Regions from separate parts of the Mus musculus genome. Here all the other regions are linked to region 1. The links are chromatin contacts, called in public HiChIP or PLAC-seq and promoter capture Hi-C maps. All regions are on one chromosome and are shown on one strand. Each heading gives the region's core, a stretch centred on a gene start, on an enhancer-like site or on the middle of the called end of the contact. The rest is flanking DNA. Distances are from core to core; before and after follow the strand shown.

Region 1 (4,166 bases), core at 750-3,249:
AGGTGTCGCCATATTAGTATGTGGCAAAGGAGAGTTCAAGCCAAAACTAACCAGAAGAGATAGAAAAGGACATTATATACTCCTCAAGGGGGAAAAAATCTATCAAAAGGAAAAAAATAATATTGCGTTAGCATTTCTTCTAGGTTGTACCCCATAGTTACCTGGCAACAGCCAGGTGTGCCTGACTCACTGTAAAAGAGGCGGCTTACCCCTCCTCACTCTCTTCTCTCCTCTTGCCCTCTTAACTGCTTATCCTCTGTCCCTTCTCTCCCCATTCCCTTCCTTCCTCTCTTGCCACCTGTTAATGGCTGCTCTCTCCCTCTCCCCCTCCCCCTCTCCCCCCTCTCCCTCTCTTTCCTAACTCCCCTCACCATGCCCTAAGTAAACTCTATTCTATACTATACCTTTACCTCAGGGGGAAGGGATGCCTCAGCATGGGCCTGCAGAGGGACACTCTTCCCCCACACCACACCGCACCCCTACCAAACATATCCCTGGCTTCTTTTTCTTTTTTATAAAACACAACAATGGCAGTTCTAAACATTTATGCACCAGACACAAGAGTGCCTATGTTCATAAAAGAAACACTACTACAGATAAAAACCACAGTGGTAGTGCATGGCTTCAATACCTGACTTCCATCCAGACAGGTCATCCAAAAAAAAAAAACTAAACAGAGAAGTTGCTGGAGTTTAAAAAAGCAAATGAAAAAACAAAACAAACAAAAAATATCGTAAGTCAAATTGACAGACAAACACACACACAAATATCCCACCCAAACTCTAAAGAATATTCTTTCTTTTCCAAAGCTCATGATCACATATTAGAACACAAGGCAAGCCTCAATACATATAAGAAAACTGAAATAGCACCCTGAATCCTATCTGACCACCATGGAGTAAAGCTGAATATCAACAATACCAAACAAACTCATGGACACTGAACAACTTACTACTGAATGAAAATTGAGTCAAAACAAAAATCACAGAGGAAAATAAACTTTTTAAAACTGAATAAAAATTCAACATAGCCAAACCTACAGGGCACAATGAACACAGTTTGTAAGACGAAAGTTCATAGCACCAAGTGTCTCCACCAAAAAACTAGAGAGGTTTTATATTGGTAATTTCATGATGCACCTGAAAGCCCTAGAAAAACAAGAAGAAATAATAACCCCAAAAGAGTAGATGGCACAAAAAAAAAAAAATCAAACTCAGGACTGAAATCAAAGAAACTGTAACAACACAAACCAGTACGAAGAATCAATGAAACTAAAGAGCTGACTCTTTCAGAAAGATCAACAAAATGGGCAAACTTTTACCCAGTAAACTAAAAGATGGAAAGAGAAGACCTAAATTAATTAAAGCAGACAAGGGTCCTTTATAATAGACGCTAAGGTAATTCATAGGATTTATCATGAGTTGTTAATAGGGCCATAAGGACATACTTTAAAAACCTGTATTGCACCAAACCGGAAAACCTAAGAGATGGATTTTTGATATAAACGACCTACCAAAGTTAAAGTCAACAACCTTCTACCTTAACGAGACTCATGTTTCACCTTGCGGCACTTTTTTTTCAGGAGTCCTGTGCCTTCCTGAAGTTGACACTCAGCCTCGCCTCTGGATGAGTCCAGAAACTCCTCCACAAACCGCACCTGGAGCTAAGAAGTGAGAGGCAACAGCAGAGCTGAGACCTCGACCCAAACTCCGCCTCCAGCTCTCTCCTAAGTGCAGGCCCAGGAGGAACCCGATCTCCATTGCCAAGAAAGAGGGGGGTAATGGGGGCGCGGGCCGGACCAGGCTGGGCCCCGCGGCGCACCGACCTTCCCAGGCTCCATCGCTCCTCGAGGCCGGGACAGCCGCGTGTCCTCGGCCCAGCAGGCGCGGGCCACCGGAGGAAGATAAACCCGCCGTCGCTCAGCTCTACCAGCCAGCCAGGCCTGCTGCGACTTGGGTCCCAGGAGGGCCGGCGTCCCCGCCTCCTAGCAACGGGCCGAAGGCGCTGGCCCAGCATGCCCCGCGGCCGTCCCCAGCACGCGCGCCTGCGCGCCCGTGTTTTCTGCAAACACGCAGGAGCCTTTTCTTATGTCTTGAGTTTCTTTGTCTGATCCTTCTTTGACCCTCACAGTTGACAACGAGAGATGGGAAGGAAACGGTGATTGAGCTTTATACTTGAACAAGGCTTTGCCTCCTCAACTCACACCCTATAGACTGTCTTTTCATGAAAATCATTTGTGGCCAACTGCGGCAGCGCACACCTTTAGTTAATTCTATTACAATGGAGACAAGGCAGAAGGATCTTTGTGAGTTCAAGACTAGGCTGTCTGCCTAGCGATACTTAGGAAGTATCTAGATCGTATGTTAGCATTCTGAGCTTTTTCTGCAGATGAGAAGTTTACTATTCGCACACTTTTCTAAGTTACATATTACTGTAACCCACGTTAGAATTTGACTTTCCACTCACTTAACACCACACAAAGGTCACTAAGCCAAATCCTTGTCATACAAAAGGTACTAACATACATTAAGTCTTTCATCTTTGCTTAAGGTCTATTATCTTTGTTTCTACTAATCCAGTACATTTCTTAGAGGGAAGGTAATCTTGGTGTTGGCTGTGGTTTATTTTGGTCCAGTTCTTACAGAATTTTACTGGTTCTTGCCTATGGCCATTTCTGCCTCATGAGCACTGAGGTTAGAAGCAGGCTGCCCCATCTGACTTTTACGTGGGTGATGGTGATCCAGACCCTGGTCTGCGTGCTTGCATGACAAATGCTTTATCTACGGAGCTATCTCCCCAACCCCAGGAGCTACATTTTCAAAAGTTGAAAAAGGTTAAATTTAATAGTATATTTTACCAGAGACAGGCATAAACTGTTATCACTTTAACGTGCAGTATATATTTGAAGTATTAACGTATTTTTAAAAACTTGTAGTGTCTTCAAAATTCTTTACTTACAGAATATGTCAAGACTAGCCACCTCCCAAGTACCCAAAGCCCACATGTGATTAGAAGCTTCTTTAATGAGCAGAGCACACCTGTAACAAAGGGTCTGGATTTCATGACTGGAGAGATGGCTAGAGATGAAAAGGGAGGTGTGTGCAAATTTGTGAAGGGTATTGAATGTCATGACACAAAACTTCTTAATGTGAAGCTACAAAGCATTCAAATGGGAGACAGGTGCTATAGTTGGATGTTGGGATAGGTTCATGGGGAAAGAATAAAGTCAGGTAATGAAGGGGAAGGATCGAGTAAGGAACACCACTCTCTGCTCACTGCAGTCGCCTAAATATTCACACACTGTTCAGATGCATGGCCTGCCTGGGAGATGGATCCTTCACCCTGTCCATTCACTCTTCCCAAACATTCCTGTGTTGGTCCAGCACCACTTTCCTACAGATTTAATTCAAAGTTTATAACTTATGTACTTGTTGCTATCCTCCGTTCTCTTTTGTGTATAGTCTTCATTTTTAATTTCCATGTCCCTAATTAGATTATACACTAATTTATAATTTCACATTATTATGGATACAAACAAAGCCTTTTTATTTCACAGTGAAAACCAACTTTGTTACAAAACTCAGTACCTTTCTCTCACATCTCTCTAGGCTTTAAAGTCACATGTGGCATTGGCAGGATGTCTTTGTATATTGGTGTTCCATAAAGACTACCTATATTGTTAACATAAGCTAGGTATTTATACAAAGCGGCAATGAGACAGAACAGCATCAGTATCCTACCCTTCCCCAGGGTGTACACTTCCTTTTCTTCTTTCCACCTTTGATAGTTGGAACTACTTAGGCTAGTGGAAAGGCTGGACTGAGTCACCCTTTCTCTAGGCTTAGCTACTGGAGATAGCTGCCACACTGGAGCATAGCCAGGCTGCCAGATATGCCTCAAGAGCTATTCCAGAGGACTACTCAAGACCTTGGCTATATCTGATGCCCTGTGACTAGTTCAGTTCAGGAGTCTTTACGATGGCTACAGCAGCTTCGGGTGCCCTGAAACTTTCCTGAATTGATATCACTCCCCTACCTCTACAGCCACTCTGAATGTTCCACTCTGATACTCAGACAGAACAAGCATCAGGCCCAGCATGCCTAGGAAGATGGGCAACCCTCTGCTAGAGACTCCTTCAGCAGCAGAAAGGAGACTGCATGTATGCC
Region 2 (4,166 bases), core at 476-2,975, 220 kb after region 1:
ACTAAGGGTGGATGGGAGGTTACTTAGCTGTTCCTCTGTACTCGAGAAACTGTGTTAGGGCAAGCTGATAAAGCCTTCTCCTGAAAACTCACCAAACAGCCCTTGATATCTGAATACCACTGTCATGAAGAACCTAGCCTTCTGTGTGTTTTCTTTTCCTGTTGTTCTTGTCCCCAGAGTCATGACATGACTGTTAGGATATCAGAGGACATATCTGCCCACCCAGGCAGTCCCCTGCTACTCCATTCATCCTTACCCCCCCCCACACACACACATATACCCCTGAGCTCATCCATGTTTCGGCATCAGGGATCAAGGATATTCTAGACGAGCTGAGGATGGCACTTGAAGCAGTTCTTGGAGTTTGCAAGAGAATCGGTGTCATTGATGTCTGCTTAAGGGTCTTACACCGTTTGGGGGTGTAGTGTTCTAACTGCTAATGCTACTGAAAATGGTGAACAGAGCCAAAGTGATATGAGGCTTACCATCCTTCTTCCTAACCAGACAGGCATTTTCAGGACCACAGGCAACACCTTTGTAGGGGACCCTGTTGCTGTGAAGTGTTGCGGTGGTCTTCTGGAGTAACGGCTTTTTCTACTAAGGTACATTCTCACTTCCCCAGGTTGGGGGCACAAGGTCTGAAGGAGAGACTGGGATAAAAGATTTGGAAGGCAAAATCAGGATGGGGCCCAACAAAGGCGCGAGAATAGATGTCAGAATCTTCAGGCCCAACACCTAGTTTAGTTAGTTGTAGATAGGCCGGACTGAAAGATAGCTCCGTCACTGCTGCCCCAAGCCCCAGTCAGACCAAATAGAGGCAGTCTTTCTCCAAGGGACCTTGTGGCAAGGGGCATTAAAGGGAGGGATGGAAGGAAGTGAGAGGACTGGCCAGGCAAGGGAGGGCAAACTCAGGATGGTGGTTGGGACTCCTAGCAGTGACACAATGACACGAAATGGAAAGATACTGGCTCTATGGGAGACCTGAGGGAGGAAGTGGGCTGTTCCCTTAAACGCAAGCATGCATACGTTGAGACTGTTACATTCAAAACAAACCCACTCACATATACACACACACCTCCCACAGTCTTCAGATGCCAGGGGTACCACCCCATTGAATCCTGCCTTTGTCTATGGGTCTTTTGGAAAGTGGTCTGAGAATCTGCACTTGGTCCCTCAGCACTGGCCATTCCAGGGATAGACTGGACTGTGAGCATGGAAGGCCCCCAGGTAAACATGTCTAAAATTCGGACTCGACGCCGCATGGGGTACACTCCACGGTCACTCTGACTCCTTTTGTTCTGTTTGAGGACTCCATCTGCAACTCCCACCCCATCAGCCTCCTATTCAGGCCCTGCACAAAGTTGAAGTTTTCCTCTCTTGGCCTACCTTCGAGATGCAGCTTCCAGTGGATCTATGCCTGCAGACCCCAACAGCTGCCACCACTTACTGCGGACAGTTGAGTTTAAACACTGAATAAGAGGGAGTTTGGTGTTTCAGCAGCACAACCACACTTCCAAGTGTCCTTTCTCCACGAACCGATCTGGACACTGCAGGGTGACCCTCGAAGATCCCAAGCAGAAGGGACCACAGCTTGTGGGGATAGAACCCGCTTCTCGGGAGGGGAGCGAGCACCTCCTGCCTATCCCCCGCGAGGTGGGCGTGCCTGAACGTGCATGGCTGACAGAGGGCGTGGTCATGGGCGGGGCCGGCGGCGGGGGTGGGGCCGGTGGCGCTGTCCGGTGCTGAAGCTCGGCCGGCGCCGCCGCAGGAGCGCTGAGAGCGCCGCGAAAGGAGCTGGCGCCGCCTCGCTAAGTCCCTATCGGTCCTTGCTCCCGCGCGGCCATGGACTGAGCGCCAACCGGCTGCGGGGATGGGGCCGCCGCTCCCGCTTTTGCTGCTGCTGCTGCTACCGCCGCCGCTGCCTCGCGCTCTGCCCGCCCCCGCGTCTGCCCGCGGCCGGCAGCTCCCGGGGCGCCTGGGTGAGTGAGGGGCGCGGGGATGGGAGCTGGCGCTGGGTTCTGTGTGCCCGTGCGCAGCCGCAGGGCCCGCGGGCCCGCCGTGCGTCTTCCGGTCCTCGCCAGCTACGTGGGGCGGGTCTCGCCCCCCTCCCCGCCTCAGTTTCCCTCCCCAGTGACCGACCCCACCCCCTTTGGCTATGGGCCCCTGCGTCAAGGACCTGGGACAGCTCAACCATACGGTTGTCCACGCCCCGCGTGTTTGTGCATCCCGGAGTGTCCACGCTTTGCGCGTGCCCCAAGTGTCTATGAGCCCTGCCTGCTCTCGTGTTCCCTACGTGTGTCCGTGCGCTCCGCGTGCTACCTGAAGGGCCAGGACGTGGCTTAGTGAGTGGCTGGGTCCTTCCATGGAGGCTGTCCTCTCCTGCTACCATGCGCTGCGCCTGCCTTTTCCCTCTCACGAGGCAAATCCTCGGTCTGCCGGTGAAGACTGGACCGACATTTTCCTTTCCTGACACGCGGAAGGAAAAGGAAAGGCGACAGGGAGGGAGGGCGGAACTGGTGGCCTTTCTGACATGGCACCTCCCTCCTGCTAATCTTGTCTGTTAAGGAGATTTACCACAAACCCAATGTTTGTAAGAGGCTTTGGGGCCAGAATTACAACACATAATGGACTAGAACAATCAGTATTAGAGGAGAGAGTGTGCACGCCTGTGGATGGTAGGCAGTGAGGGGTGAGCTGCAGCCTTGGCCCGAGCTCCCCTCAGGCTCCACACCTCCTTCCTCCCGCCTCTGGTCTTCAGAGGTGTTTCAACCTTGCAAAACTCAAAGAAAGGGACTGCAGAGAGGAGGGATCTTTGCTCTCCCAGCCCTTTGGCTGGCTTAGGGCTGGTTCCCTAGGCTTTCCTGGCCTCCTGATCTCTCCACACCGAGGGTCTAGTTTAGTTTGCAGGAACTACTTAGGATGGAAAGTAGGCCCTTGCCTACCACATGAGACTCCTTGAACAGGCATTTTTTTCCCCAGTCTACTTCCCCCATGACCAGCTCACAGGCCCCTTATTCCTCACTGAGTGGCTAAATGTGTCCTTTATTCAATAGGGGTGTGTGTGTGTGTGTGTGTGTGTGTGTGTTCTGGATGTGTGTGTGTGTGTGTGTGTGTGTGTGTGTGTGTGAAGCTTTTGCCTTGTTCACCCCAGATGAACCCAGAAGACTAAGATATACATTAATTTTCTCTCTCCTATTCCTTTCTTACTGGCTAGAAACTGGCCTGTTACTTCTTGGGAGAGCTGATTGCCCAGATGGCCAGATGTCACCCTTCACAGGCACAAGGCTGCAAACAGGTCAGGGAGTAGCAGGACACCAGAGGTGGCCCTACCTTATGGCAGAGCACGGGAGGAGATGCTTTCCTAGGTAGTCGATGGCTCATAGCATTTTCTCAAAACCACAAAGAAAGGGGAAGAAGGTTGGGGATGTGAGGCTGGCAAAGGTAACCCAAAGACAGAAATGTTTGGAAGTAAGTCGTCCTGGGCACCTGCCTAACACAGCAGTGTTCTCTTGACAACAACCAAAGTTGAGGCAGGTCATCAATAGGTGTGACCTGCATTGCTGATCCACCCTAAACATGGCAGAAAGTATTGTCTGATGGCTCAGCAAGGAGGGTCAGGTTAATGACTGTTCCCCTGTCCATCTTGGGGTGGGCATGCTGTCACTGACTGTGATATCATGGGTCATAAGCCAGTCTCAGGAGTGTTTGTTTTGTGGGGCAATAATACAGACCTAGCTTTTGTCAGGAATGTTTTGAAGGCAACATCTACAGCTCTCTGTTCCCCCAGGCACTTGGACTTGGCTTCTGCCATATGCACCGATCCCAGAATTCTCTCTCTCCCCTTGGGCTGACTGCATGGCTCTACCTGAGTGCTGCCACCCATTCTTAGGACACTAGAGACTACATAGGGCCAATAACTTTGTGAAAGGTAGCTGCTGCTATGCTCTTGTCTTGTAATAGCTCGACTCAAATAATTGTACATAATCGAAGAAACAAAGGGAGGAATATCTGACAAAGCTGAGGCATCTGTTGTTACTCTCTCTCTCTCTCTTCTCTTTCGGTGCTGGGGCTTGAACCCATGGCTTTGAGCCTGCTAAGCAAGCCTTGTACCACTGAGCTACATCTATTTTTTTTTTTCATTTAGCTATTAATACTTACTCTCGGGT
Region 3 (4,166 bases), core at 532-3,031, 200 kb after region 1:
AAGTGGGATTTAATACTGGCAGCCACTTATGAACTTATCATTAAGAATGAGGGCATGCTAGTGCTTTTGCCAGGCAGTGGTGGCACACGTCTTTAATCCCAGCACTTGGGAGGCAGAGGCAGGTGGATTTCTGAGTTCAAGGCCAGCCAGGTCTACAGAGTGAGTTCCAGGACAGCCAGGGCTATACAGAGAAACCCTGTCTTGAAAAAACAAACAAACAAGCAAAAAAACAAAAAAAAAAAACAAAAAAAAAGAGTGAGGGCATGCAACTGAAAAAGTCTACTTCTTCCATGTCCTTTTGTGCCTTTTGTGTAGGCTGTCTCCAGAAGGTGTGACCTCCCATTTAGGTGGATCTTCCTAATTCAAGTAATCTGACTAAGCAACTTGGGTTTTAGATCATTCTCATTTGTAGTTAAGGTGACAATCAAGAGCCATCTCAGCAATTAAGAGCACTGGCTGGTTGTTCTTTCTGAAGCCAGACATTGATTGCCATCAGCCACATGTCAGCTTACAACTACCTGTAATTCTAGTCCCAAGGAATCTTACAACCCTCATCGAGGCTCTGCAAGCACTACTTGCATGTTATGCTAGAAATTCGTGCAGCCAAAACACCCATACACATAAAATTAAAAATGAAGAGAAAAAAGGATCTTCAGCTCAGATTTTAATTAGGTCGATTGTTTTCTTTACTTGATTTGAAAGGATCTTTGTATACTTTTAGTACCACCTCCTTATATGTTTTACAAATATTTTCACCTAGTTGGTGGTTTATGCCTTTATTATTCTCTTGTTACATTAGTGTCCCCCAACCCCTACCCCTAGTTGACCTTAGGTCCATGTTGGAAAAACAGAGAATTTTAGTTTTATCAAAATCCAACTGTGAGTTTTGGTGTTGTATTTAGAAAATTATCTCCATACTGAAGTGTCAGAACATGGTTCAAGAGTGGAGTCATGTGAGGATTCTGAGTGCTTGTGAGAAAACTCCCAAGAAAACCAAGACAAGAGTCTTATGACCTCAGTTTCTTTAAGTTGTTCTTGTAATGTGTTTTTGTGCTTCTCCCAAGTGTAGCAGATAGGAGTGAGTTTACTTACTTACATTACTTATTATTGCTTGCTAGTGTTATTCAATTAAATGTTTAAACTCTCCTTTATGTGCCTCTGTGGGAAAACATGTTCTTGCCACATGTGGCTTGTCCTTGTAATTATATACAGCAATGGAATGTCACAGAACCTTGCACTTTGTAAATAGGTATGTGTAAGTCTGCAGTGGCACCCTGCAGTAATTTATGTAGGAGCTGTCCAACCATGTTACTTAAATTGGAGTGGACCCCTGAAAGACAGGGGAGAGACTGCCTCAATGTTCCTGTCACTGGGCTGGGTATTCAGGCAGTCCTCCCTTGACTGGGGGCAGAGAAGCGGTGGCCATAGTAGTTGAGTATGGTGGTGAAGGTGGATGATTGCTTTAATTTTTCTTGTTTCCTCATATACAGTAAATGGTCAGGACTGAATGCTGGGTAGGACGAGCCACATTGTGCTTCTGTGTGCTATGGAGCTAGTGAGAGTAGAGTTCAGAAAAGGGCAGTACTAAGAGAAGTACCCTCTGGCTGGACGCTGCCAGTGAGTGGGTGCTACTGAGCCTGTGCCTGGATGTGATCACCAGGGTCTCAGGGTATGGGCTCTGCGTTGGGTGCTGAGCCTGTTTACCTTTACGGCTGTGAAACTTGTGCTCTGTGTAGGGCACAGGCTGTTTTCAAATGTGTCTGCTGCAGACCATGTGTAAACTCTGCATTTGAGGGGAACTGAATCTGTGTCTTCTCTATTTCTTTCAGATTCCTATATGAGTCATCAATGAGAACTTTGGGAGAATTTCTGAATCCATGACAAAACCACCGTCAAAAACACTGGGTGTGTAGAAATAGAGAAAAGACTCATGAAAGTGAAAATGTGTGTCTTTTGTATATTGCTTTTTTTTTTTTCATCAGACTAAGCCCGGAGTCCTAAGGACCACACCCAGGTCTGACGGTGCCCAAAGATGGAGACCAGTACAACACTGGTGCTCTACTGTACCCTGTGCCTTTAACCAGCTTGCAGAGATGGAGAGTGATGAAAGTCATGTGAGAGAAAGACTGGCAAGCAGCTCACCACTCTCTCCAGAAGAGCTGGCAAAGCTTGTAGGAACTGTGGCATGGGCAGCTCTTACGTTCCTTGGCCTGTGACTTACCCATTATTTATTATTTGTTGTGAAATTCTCCTGGAACAGATTTCTCTTTGGCCTTTCAGCAGGGCTATCATTAGCCCACACAGGACCTTTCTTCAAAAGACAAAAAGAATCACTTCATCAAAATATTTTATTGCCCTCTGTTGAACAGTTGTAATATATACACTGATATGAAGTGTCTTGCTTACTCCATTGCACTTGGGCTCAGCTCAACTCTTACATCTGAGCTGTGACTTTTACATTTTAGCCTTACTCTAAGGGCAACAGCCTCCTTCTACAAAAGGCATTCTCAGTTCAGAGAAGATTTCTTGTTTGAGTGTTGCTGTGTACTATGCATAGTCAGGGACAGAGCAGGCATTAAGAAAAAAACAAAAACAAAACACAAAGGCCCAAAAGCCAACCAAAGTGGAAGTGAATTGAGGAAGGCCTGGACCAGGAGTGAGTTGCCACCTAGAAATGATTGTTGTTTCTCAAGCCACAGTGAAGTATTGCTCAGTGGATACACGTGCCCAGTTGCCTCTGTTTTCCCTCTGCAGGTCGATGGCAGAGGCATCGGCCTTTTCCTGTATTGACTATTGAAGAGTAAGCAAAGAACTCAAGAGTTAAAGGGTTGCCCTGGTCCTGTATAAATGATGGGTTAATGATACAAAAGAGAAAAAGGATCTTGTTTAAAAGTGACATAATATGCAGCCATACATAGGCAATAATGAGTTCATGTCCTTCGTTAAAAATGCTTAAAAATGATAGGAGGAACCATGGCACTAGCACCATGGTGGAAGAATCTGCTGGGCTGTAGGGCAATGCTAGAATTCTATAGCCTGTATTACCCCCTCAACATCCTTTCCCTAGCAAAGACTCTGGCAAGTAGGGTTGAGTAGCCTTAGAGAGCTCAGGTATGACTGACTACACTGGCGATGGAGGGTGGCCTCAGCAGGTGGGAAAGAGGAAAGGTACCAGATCAGGCTGAGGATTTGACATCACACAGGATTAGACAGTTGCAGAAGTTGAACCAGTGTGCCTTGCAGACAGCTATAATGACAAATTCAACAAGGATATGAGGGAAGTTGGCAAACTAACAAGACTTGACTTTGAATGATGTAATGTGCTGCTGGGAGGATCATTAGTATAATGGGAAGAATTTACATCATGACGTAGCATGCCTTGCAACTTACTGAGCTGATTATCCTCCAACTCTTAGGACTTTTAAAAATAATCATGATTGGGTTGTTTTAGTTCTCTTATTTTTATGAGGTGGTTATATTGAAGAAGAAGGAAGGTAGAGTCAAGATATCTGGTCCCTGAAAGTTAGATGTCAGATGATTTCAAAATTATAGCTAAATTTTTTAAATACTCTGCTTTTCGTTGATGGGTGAGGCCTACAGTATTCATTTTAATAGACAAAAAGGAACATCAGCAATACTTTGTTTAATTTATAGACTAACTTGGTCTGAGGTTTCAAAGACTGTTGAATGCTAATCCCTAGATGTTGCCTTTACTTTCAGTGTGAACACTCTCATGAGGTGACCATTGTTACCCTTGTTAGAAGTACTAAGATTAAGTTTTAAAAGCAATTTTTCCCATGTACTTGCTTATGGATGGCACAGTTTGGACAGGTAGTATTATTCCTTGGTCAAAATATTTCAGCTAAATATTAAGAATGAATTGGAATTATTAGACTTATTTTTCTTGCTATTAATCTTGTTGCTAGAGATATAACATAAAGATTGGGCTGGTAAAATTAAAATTTTAAAATATTGCTGCTAAAGACAAGGCCTTTGACTGACTTGAGAAGTCAGTTACTTCTTTTCTTTTTCAGTACATCAAATAACAATGTGTGATACAGGTGTTTTCTTTTGGGCATAAGAAAAACACTAAAAAGCAAAAGTAAACAAGGAAAAACAACAGCAACAAAACACAATGTAAAAATGTAGATAGACTCGAAGCATAT
Region 4 (4,166 bases), core at 1,221-3,720, 190 kb before region 1:
TGCATATAAATCTTACATTTAGTTTGCTTTGCAGGGTATTAGCAGGAGTCAGGAGGAGCCACCAACCCATCATCTGATGCGTTTTTGCAAAGGAGATTTGCCCTTTACAAATCAGTTGCGTGTTGTCTTCCTTCTGTGCACATGAGAGGTGCAGAAGCCTTGGAGACAACCGCAGCTGTAGCCCCTAATGGGTCGAGTGTCTCTCATAACCACCCCCTCCAGGCACAGCAAATAGATTCAGTTTATGTACTCCCCTGAAATTGCTCCCCTTATTACAGGGCGGTGTCAGAAGGAAGTGCTGGGAAAGAACTGTCGTTTTGTAAAAGTAAGACAAACAGAGATGAAACAATCGCTTTCATTCTTTGTTGTTGTTGAAGATTTTATGTTGAACACCAGGCTCTTGTAGATACGAAGGCAGCAGCACTTCTGAGGGGGAGTCAGCGGATGTTACTGGGTATTGTCTTGTCAGCTCCTGAGGATCCTCTTCTTATGTGCTCATACAGGCTTCTAATGTCTCTGATAAGCTTCATCACTGGACCCACTCCATGTGGAAGGTGCTAGCTGTTTGGCCGTCATTGCTGACCCAAAACTTCACTGGCAAAAAAGCAAAGGGACTCTGTGACCACATCCTAAGAGAACAGAGGGTTAGCTAAAATGGCTTGTGAAGAACTCTGCCCCAAATGCTGCTGCTGCTGCTGCTGCTTTGGGTATGAGAAGCCTCCGTGATAGTGAGGACTGAAACCCTAGAGTCTGGAAACCAGAGCAGCCACTCAAGTGGAAGGTGCCAGGAAACTGCCCAAGAGGATGTCAGTGGGGAAGGGATAGGAAGGCCAGACATCAGTAGGTAGAGATGAAACGGGGCTAAGAGCAGGTCTGGAGGATGCTGGAGGGCACAACACAAGGCTGAACTCAGGTTCATATCCAGGCTGTGAACAATGTGAAGTCCCATCAGAACCAAGCAGTCACCATAGGCACAAGAGTCTCTCTCTCTCTCTCTCTCTCTCTCTCTCTCTCTCTCTCTCTCTCTCTCTCTCCTTACCCCAATTCAGAAGAATGGAGAGACCTTGAAAGACATGACCAGTCTTTTTAGGACCTTCGCTCCTCCAGGATACCCCCAGGAAAACAAGTCCCTCTTGTCTCCCCGTGCCTGTATCTCATCCTTGTCAGGACTATCACTTCATCTCATCATATATGCCATTGCTGTGGTTGGAACCCTGGCGTCTCACCCAGTTTTGACCAATAACATCCGGACGTGACTTTAGAATGCATCCCTCACAACAATTCAGGTGTATCAGCTCTCCTAATTCTAATTGTAACCCTCTGGGATGGAGCAATGGCAGGGGTCGATGTTGTGATTTACAAATGTGCAGGTGGATCAGGTTCACTGGCTGAAACAGCGGACAGGGGTTGTGGACAAAGCCAGAGCCCAAGCTTCCTGGCCCCAAGCTGCAGACCTAGTGCCCAGACCTTCTCCTCCATAAAATCCCCTGATGGACAAACACAGGCAGATGCACAGATAGTGGAAGGGTGACAGAAAACAGATAGAAACCTAGGTCCAAGGGTACACGGGGCTCTGATGTCATGGAGCACATGATGAACTCAGTGGGGAGAAAAATAATGGGCAGATAGACACCCCAAAGTGTGAAGGATACATTTTGTACTATTTCAGACTTCTGACTTTGGGCTTGAAATTATATCTGAATAAGAAGTTTAAAACTTGCCTGCTTTACTTAATGGAGTACTATTGTCTGCTGGTAGCTTTCTGCTCTTCCCTAGACTGGTCTGTCGACAGACAGCCAAACCATAGCTGAACAGTGGCAGTGTCTCCACAAGCCTAGTGTACAATGAGCCACACACGTGTCACCTGAGGGTTTGGGGTGCCGATGAGCAGACCCACTTTTGCGTTGATGAAGTCTCTGCTTTCTGTTCAACTTGGCCTTAGGCTCTCAAGGGGAGCCATGCAAGAGCTTTCTCTTTTCTCTCTGCTCACACCAGTGCAGACCTAACCATGGTCGTCCAGCCACTTTCTGCACTTTTTCCTTGTGCTGCACACAGGCTTCGCATTTGCACAGGGAGTTGGTGCCAGATGCTACCTCAGCGCTCAAGTTCCCTTACCTGGAATTGGGCAATGCCCTCTGTGGGTGAGCATCTGCTTACTTGAGCCACCAGCTCTCCAAAGGCTTGAACACGGCAGCCCACAGTGGGGTCGCAGAGGAGGGAGGCAGTACAGCTCGGTTAGCAGAGGGAGCCTGGGAGGAAGGAGCGCGAGAGAGCAGGGCTGACAAGGGAAGTACCCAGGCCAGGAGGGGGTCGGGGTGAGGCCCAGGGTCTTGCACTTCAGAGGGAAGTAGGGGTGGAAGGAGGGACGTTTGGACAGAGATCTGGTGGACCGGAGTGCCAGAGAGAGACTCCGCAAAAAGGAGAAAGGGGCGCGAGGCGGGGACTGGGCCGAGGGGCGGGGCCGGGACTTGCAGCCTGGAAGGCGGAGAGGGCGATAGGCGCGAGACTGAGGAAATCCGCGCTGGGAGGCCCGGAGCAGGGGACCGTGCTGCTGAGGCGCCAAGGACCGAGGCAGCACGCTGAGCCCAAGATGAGGGCGTCGGTGGTGCTGACCTGCTACTGCTGGTTGCTGGTGCGGGTGAGTGAACCCGCGCCCACTTCCCGAAGAGGCGCATCCTGCAGTGGACCGCGGGGCTCACCTCCGAGTCCCAGCACGAGCGGGCGGAGCGTGGGGCCAGGGGAGACAATCCAGAGCAGAATGCTTCCTACTGAGCCTTACCAAACCCTGGGCTGCTGGACTCAGGGGAATTTTCCTATTCCCACCGCCGTTGCGGGTTCGCCAGAAGTGGGGTTGAAGTTCTCCTCGACCCCCGCCCCTGGGACGACCTGGGTCCTGGTCTGGCAGTGCTCCTGGAGTTGGGAACACCCCTAGCACCCAGCGAGAAGAGTGGCCGCTGCCCGGGCCACCTGCTCTGACTTTGCTTCCGATAGAAACTGCTGTTACTCTGTGGTTAAATATTTCTCTTTCCATCTCCTGGTCTGAGTGTTTGTTTAGTATGTGACAGAAGGAAAGTGCTGTGGCTAAGAAAGTTTCCTTTTGGAAATACTCTCTTTTTTATTTCTTCTTCTTCTTCTTCTTCTTCTTCTTCTTCTTCTTCTTCTTCTTCTTCTTCTTCTTCTTCTTAAGAGAGCCAAAAGAACCCCTGAACCGAAGTTTGTTACATGGGTTGCATTGGTTTTATGTAGTTCTCCGGAACTCTACCCTTTATTTGAAAACCTTTCTTAAGAAAGAAAAAGAAGGGCTTGAGCCTTATTTCTTGCATTTGCTTCTCTGCTCTGAGAACTGTATCCCTGTGGAGCTTAAGGTTTCCACACATATCTAGGCCTCCGGCTGAGGGAGCCAACTAAGCTTAGTGTGTGCAGCAAGAGGGGAGGGGATGTTTAAGGAAATCCATCCGTCATTGTTGATGAAATTTCAGTTTTCTGGAGCATATCTTCTCTGCCCCCACGGGCAGCTGAGGGAAGCTTCCCAAGGATGCTCGAGAATCCTCGGGACTCCAATCACTTTAACCTTTCAGACATCCCAACATTTCATCGTTCCCCATGTTCCAGGAATGTCAGCAATACCAGGCTTTTAGCACCTTAATTTATCATCTCATCAGTTCTGAAATTCAGATCAGTGAGTTGCTATTGCTTGACCTCCGAATCTCTGCATTTTAGTGGTTGTGTAGCAATGAGCTGGTAAATCCAAGGTACCTCAAGTGATTTTAAATGAAGTGAATGTAGCAGAAAAATTCAACATTGAGTTTTGTCCTTTGATTCTATTGGGAAATTGTATTCCTCGTTGGGATGCTAGCTGGCCTAGATCAACAGTAGGATAACTAAACACAGAGATAGCCATACCTAACTGAGCAGGATTCCTTTGCATTACTGTCTTGTAAAAGCAAATTTTTGTTAAGACAGGGAGAAACTGAAGCAGACAGACAGACAGACAAGTAATGAGAGTGAGTGCTCCACAAGGAGCCCAGCCTGGGAGGAAGGACACTGGGTCTTTATAAGAACAGCGATCAGAAAATGCTGCCTTCCTGGACTGCGAGCTCAGATGCTCTCTATACTCTCTGGCTGGCGCTCAGCTTCAGTGCCTAAGGACTCCGTGAAAGCTTTGC
Region 5 (4,166 bases), core at 686-3,185, 180 kb after region 1:
TTCAGAGACGCGGCTGATGCCAGGCACACTGTCCAGTTTCTGACAGGGTCCTTGGGGTTCTGCTCCCCAGATCTGCCTTGTTGGTGGGCAGATTTCTCCACCTGCATCTATGTAGAAACCCTCCCAGAAGAAGGGTGTGAGTGATGTGGCCAGGATGGTGGCACACCTGGAACCAGAGCTAGTGATGCCTCTGACAGAATGTATGACAAGAAGAGCTCTACTGAGCTATGACCTTGTATCTTCCCAAGGCCCCAGTCATCTTCTGTGGTATGGACATCCCAGTTACTGAGCTCTATGCAAATGTCTTCCTACATTTGAAATTTTCATTTTTTTAAAGTCCAGTAGTTTAATGAGAGAGGCCTTCCTTCATTGAATTCTGTTTAGCACATTTAGTTGAGTGAAGTTAACCATTGCATTCAAGAGATGTGAGTGATAGATATAGCTTGGAATTGAAATAACCAAAATTCATTCATCACTTCATTCATCATTTAGGAATTGTTTTGCCTAAGGGCTGAATCTATTTTTAATTATGCATAAAATTTAGTATTGTAGGACTAACCAGATTTTGCAGTCCAGTTAGTTCATTTTATCACATAGTACTGCACAATCCCTTTAGATCAGATTCAGAGCTGGACCTGAGTCCAGTAGTTTAGGGAGGTAAGACCTAGAATCTACTATGTTTCGAAATTTTTGCTCTGCTTGAAAGAGGCAAAATGAATAAACCATTTTCAGAAATTAGTTATATGTCTTAGTTACTTTTCTATTGCTCTGATAAGACACCATGATTAAGGCAATTTATAGAAAACAGAGTTTATTGGGGAAGGGAATCTCTGACTTTCATGGCAGGGAGCATGGCTGCAGGCAGGCAAGCATGGAGGTGGAGTAATAGCTGAGAGCTTACACCTTGAGATACCATTAGTCAGAAAGAGAGAGAGCTCACTGGGAATGGCATGGGTTTTGAAACCTCAAAGCCTGTCCCAAGGACACCGCCTCCAACACAGTGGCCCAGATTAGGATGTCTGGGTCTTAGTCAGCAGTATCCTGGTTTAAAGAGTTCATCGCCTGTCCCTTCAGTGGACATTCCACAGACATGTATATGAGTAATGAGTTCTTCCACCCTCCTCTGAATGAGAGTAATAGATCCTTGAAAGTTTCTGTTGTGGTTTAGTGATTTTATGCAGCTGCTTATTGATTCTGGCAGTCTTAGACCTAGAGAGGATTCATAGAGAGCTTCTGGGGTGGGAAGTCTGTCTTCCTTTTAGCAGGAAGGTTTGGGAATATAGTTGGTTACGGTCTCTGGCAGCTTGCTGGATTTTTAGTCCATTTTGTAAGCGAATGGCTTTACCCTTTGTTATCCAGGCCCATTGTCTGGACATCCTTGTAGTCACCTGAACAATAGGCTTTCTATGAGTGACATCATTTCTGTGCTTTACTACATGCTTGTTTTATCTTAGTGTATCTTGTAGCATGGATTCTGGCAGGAGGCTTGCTATCCAGTATCCAAAAGTTAAAGGTTAATCAGCACCTGAGCCATGCGATGGGTGGGAAAGGGTGATAAGGCACGCTTGAAGTTTACTGCGACAGGCCACTGTCTCTGTTTTTGTGGCTTTTACTGGAAAGATGGATTAGAAAGGTAAATGGAGTAATAGTGTTATCAGGCTTACACAGAATGAATTTGAACAGATTATGTACCCAGTGGGAGGTAATTGGAAAAAACAACAAACAAAGGAATACAATTACTACTGAGTATCAGAAATCTCTTGAGGTTATCAAATGATATTGAGAGATGGGAGGTTGGAGTTGTCCTTTTTGGGTTTTCACTTAGGTTTTAATATAAGAGAAAGTTTCTGTTTTCTAAATCATGTGTCATAGGAGTCACACTGCCAGTTGTTTACATGCAGTGACCAAAGTTCTTATTTTACTGACAGAGTCAGCTGTACTGTCGCTGCTGGCTAAGAAGTTTTTGTGTGCTGGGTTCTAGTTTGGGTCAGTCTGATGAAATGCTTAGTGCTGACTCAATAGTAATAGGTTCTGCTATCCTGCCATATACATATGTATTGAGCAATTTCAACTAAATCATGTGCTTAGGTAATTAATGTTTCTTTTCTCTTTTTAGTGAAGGGTTTTTTTTATGTTTCATTACTTCTTGGCATTCTGAAGGAGATAGCTGGAAACACCATAATTCACAAAACAGATTCAGATGAAAAAGTCACAGTGCTGTTTGACTTAGTCCAGGAAGTGTTTCAGAAGATGTTGGAATGTATTGCCTGTATCTTCAGGAAGCAACCTGAAGAAAGTCTTCCGGTATTGTGCTTGAATGGGCTGGGTTATTTGATAGGGGGTGGTGGTGGGGTGGGGAGGTGGGTGTTAGTAGGAAGGGTGGATGGGTATTTTCAGGGCGACTGGGTTAGATGTGTATAGAGACTGTGGCTGTCCACATTGACTCTTACTGTGCTGTCTGCTAAAGGCATTGAGTGATGGTTGATGCCAACCCTAATGCCAGGCATGCTTGCATTCTTTGGTGGCATGCAGATCCACATTCTATAGCTCGGTGACTGATGGCCCAGATAGAATATATTTGTGAAGATGCTCATTTGAACAGAAACAGTGACTACCTGGGAGAATGCTAACTCCCATCATTTGTTAATGTCCCCATGTCCCTGAAGGGACCATAGTTTTCTCTTGATGGTAGAAAGCTCATAGACTGGGATGACTGAAGAGCCAGGTCCTAAAAAGATTAAAGGAATAGACCTGTTCCTAAAATAGTACAAAGCCAGTTCCTGAATAAATTCTATCATTAACAGAGAGCCACTTTTTTCTATCAGTAAACTGTTACTGTTTTAATTTTTAAAAAATGTTTAAATGAGAGGTTATTTATGAAATACTAAAGAGTCTCGATTTTATTCTAGCCTTTCCTGATGGAAATATGTGAACATTGCTGACATATTGTTTATGTGGTTTATGCCTGATCTTAATATCCCTGCCAAGTCTACCCCATCTACTGAGTAGTGTCATTCAGAATATCCTGCCTGAGCTGATGGCTTTTAGTGTTACTGCCTTCTTTCTGTCATCCCTCCCTTTTTACTATTGGTATATTTTATATCATTGGTTTGTTTTATTTTTTTGTTATTGTTTTTGAGAGAGGTTCTTTCTACTCTAGCTTTCCTTGAACTCACTGTGTAGACCAGGCCGGCCTTGTAATCAATGAAATCAACCTGCCTCTGCCTCCTAAGGCATATGCCACAATACCCAGCAGGCATTTATTATTATTATTACTATTATTATTATTATTTGGAGGCAGTATCTTACTCTCTAGCTTAGGTTGGCCTGGAACTCACAATGTAGCCCAGGCAGGCCTCAAACTCACCTCAGTCCTCCCGCCTCAGCCTGTTGTTTTGCTTTTATACAGATGTGAGCCACCACACCTGGTACTTGTTTTCTTACCGCTCTACTGACAATGACTGATGTGATTTCTTGTAGCTCTTTCATTCTGTTCAGACCCCTCTTCATGAATTCATCACCACCATCCAGTCCTGGCACAAGGACACTGCAGTGCACCATGCTGTGCTTTCTACGTTGATTGCTGCACCTGTGGTTGAGATAAGTCACCAGCTGCAGAAGGTGAGGTCTATGGATCCTGAAACTGCTCTTTCTCAACTGTTCTGCTTATAGGACTTGGTCAGGTGTTTCTAGTTTTGGTCAGGACTGTTTGGCCAGTTCCTGTACTTTCCATTCAGCTGGTTGGCTGTCTGGAGCCCGATGGCAGCTGTGGAGCATGTGCTGAGGATGCCATCACTCCTGATGGAGGTGGATCTAGGCTCCAGGATGTGGACTTGTCTTTTGGTTCTCAGACTTTTGAGTGAGTTGATAGTTTCTCAAGCTTCCTCTTTGCTGAAGATGAGAGCAGGGATAGTTGGGCAGACTATTCAGGACTGCTCTGAACTTTATTGGTGTACAGTGGTTTACTCTCTGCATGTCTTTCTCTTTTCATTCCAACCGTAGGAAGCTTGAATATTATGTATGAGTGTTTTAGCTAAGTGTGTTTATGTGTACCATATGCATGCAGAGACCATAAGAGGGTATCGGATACTCTACAACTGATTTACAGGTTGTTGTCAGTGCTTTTGGGGTTCTGGGAACTAAGCCTGGGCTCTTCTGTAAAAACA

Evidence for each region. Promoter capture Hi-C pulls out the DNA fragments that hold promoters and counts their contacts. HiChIP or PLAC-seq counts read pairs in DNA pulled down with a chosen protein or histone mark. Capture Hi-C pulls out chosen DNA fragments and counts their contacts.
Region 2: a FOXA1 HiChIP or PLAC-seq map of pancreatic cancer cells shows a contact between it and region 1. The contact joins the promoter of Ptprn2 here to the promoter of Wdr60 in region 1. A contact is called at or near these places in 16 of 39 promoter capture datasets (the C10 cell line, the HPC-7 cell line, cranial neural crest and 10 more), 5 of 484 Hi-C or Micro-C datasets (cortical neurons, embryonic stem cells and nephron progenitors), 2 of 115 datasets of contacts at active chromatin or transcription factors (bone marrow-derived macrophages and pancreatic cancer cells) and 3 of 9 other capture datasets (adipose tissue, liver and pancreatic islet).
Region 3: a promoter capture Hi-C map of the 3T3-L1 cell line shows a contact between it and region 1, with 2.1 times the contacts expected there. The contact joins the enhancer-like site here to the promoter of Wdr60 in region 1. A contact is called at or near these places in 13 of 39 promoter capture datasets (the 3T3-L1 cell line, the C10 cell line, the HPC-7 cell line and 9 more), 2 of 115 datasets of contacts at active chromatin or transcription factors (bone marrow-derived macrophages and embryonic stem cells) and 3 of 9 other capture datasets (adipose tissue, liver and macrophages).
Region 4: a contact with region 1 is called in a promoter capture Hi-C map of adipose tissue. The contact joins the promoter of Vipr2 here to the promoter of Wdr60 in region 1. A contact is called at or near these places in 17 of 39 promoter capture datasets (the 3T3-L1 cell line, 3T3-L1-derived adipocytes, the C10 cell line and 11 more), 2 of 484 Hi-C or Micro-C datasets (embryonic stem cells and trophoblast stem cells) and 2 of 9 other capture datasets (adipose tissue and pancreatic islet).
Region 5: a contact with region 1 is called in an H3K4me3 HiChIP or PLAC-seq map of bone marrow-derived macrophages, with 2.2 times the contacts expected there. The contact joins the enhancer-like site here to the promoter of Wdr60 in region 1. A contact is called at or near these places in 7 of 39 promoter capture datasets (the C10 cell line, the HPC-7 cell line, HPC-7-derived erythroid cells and 5 more), 3 of 115 datasets of contacts at active chromatin or transcription factors (bone marrow-derived macrophages, embryonic stem cells and stem cell-derived neural progenitor cells) and 4 of 9 other capture datasets (adipose tissue, liver, macrophages and 1 more).

Annotation. Positions count from the first base shown.
Region 1 is chr12:116,261,026-116,265,191 of GRCm38.p6, forward strand. It overlaps Wdr60 (WD repeat domain 60), which reads right to left and starts at 2,000. Exons shown (of 22, transcript NM_146039.3): 1 at 1,826-2,000. The coding sequence starts at 1,840.
Region 2 is chr12:116,483,995-116,488,160 of GRCm38.p6, forward strand. It overlaps Ptprn2 (protein tyrosine phosphatase, receptor type, N polypeptide 2), which reads left to right and starts at 1,726. Exons shown (of 23, transcript NM_011215.2): 1 at 1,726-1,979. The coding sequence starts at 1,871.
Region 3 is chr12:116,458,735-116,462,900 of GRCm38.p6, forward strand. Ncapg2 (non-SMC condensin II complex, subunit G2) reads left to right here. Exons shown (of 29, transcript NM_133762.4): 29 at 1,830-4,166. The coding sequence ends at 1,881. Among named protein-coding and RNA genes, the nearest start is that of Gm25112, 16 kb to the right of the region's middle. Within about 2 kb of position 1,782, at least 29 of the 459 cell types and tissues checked have an H3K27ac peak or open chromatin away from gene starts, as enhancers often do. A contact at or near this core is called in adipose tissue and bone marrow-derived macrophages, where this site is marked.
Region 4 is chr12:116,075,256-116,079,421 of GRCm38.p6, forward strand. It overlaps Vipr2 (vasoactive intestinal peptide receptor 2), which reads left to right and starts at 2,471. Exons shown (of 13, transcript NM_009511.2): 1 at 2,471-2,638. The coding sequence starts at 2,591. Gm46383 (a long non-coding RNA gene) reads right to left here and starts at 2,976. Exons shown (of 3, transcript XR_001780734.2): 1 at 2,780-2,976; 2 at 2,116-2,249; 3 at 1-594.
Region 5 is chr12:116,440,821-116,444,986 of GRCm38.p6, forward strand. Ncapg2 (non-SMC condensin II complex, subunit G2) reads left to right here. Exons shown (of 29, transcript NM_133762.4): 24 at 2,117-2,304; 25 at 3,481-3,621. Among named protein-coding and RNA genes, the nearest start is that of Gm25112, 34 kb to the right of the region's middle. Within about 2 kb of position 1,936, at least 7 of the 459 cell types and tissues checked have an H3K27ac peak or open chromatin away from gene starts, as enhancers often do. A contact at or near this core is called in bone marrow-derived macrophages, where this site is marked.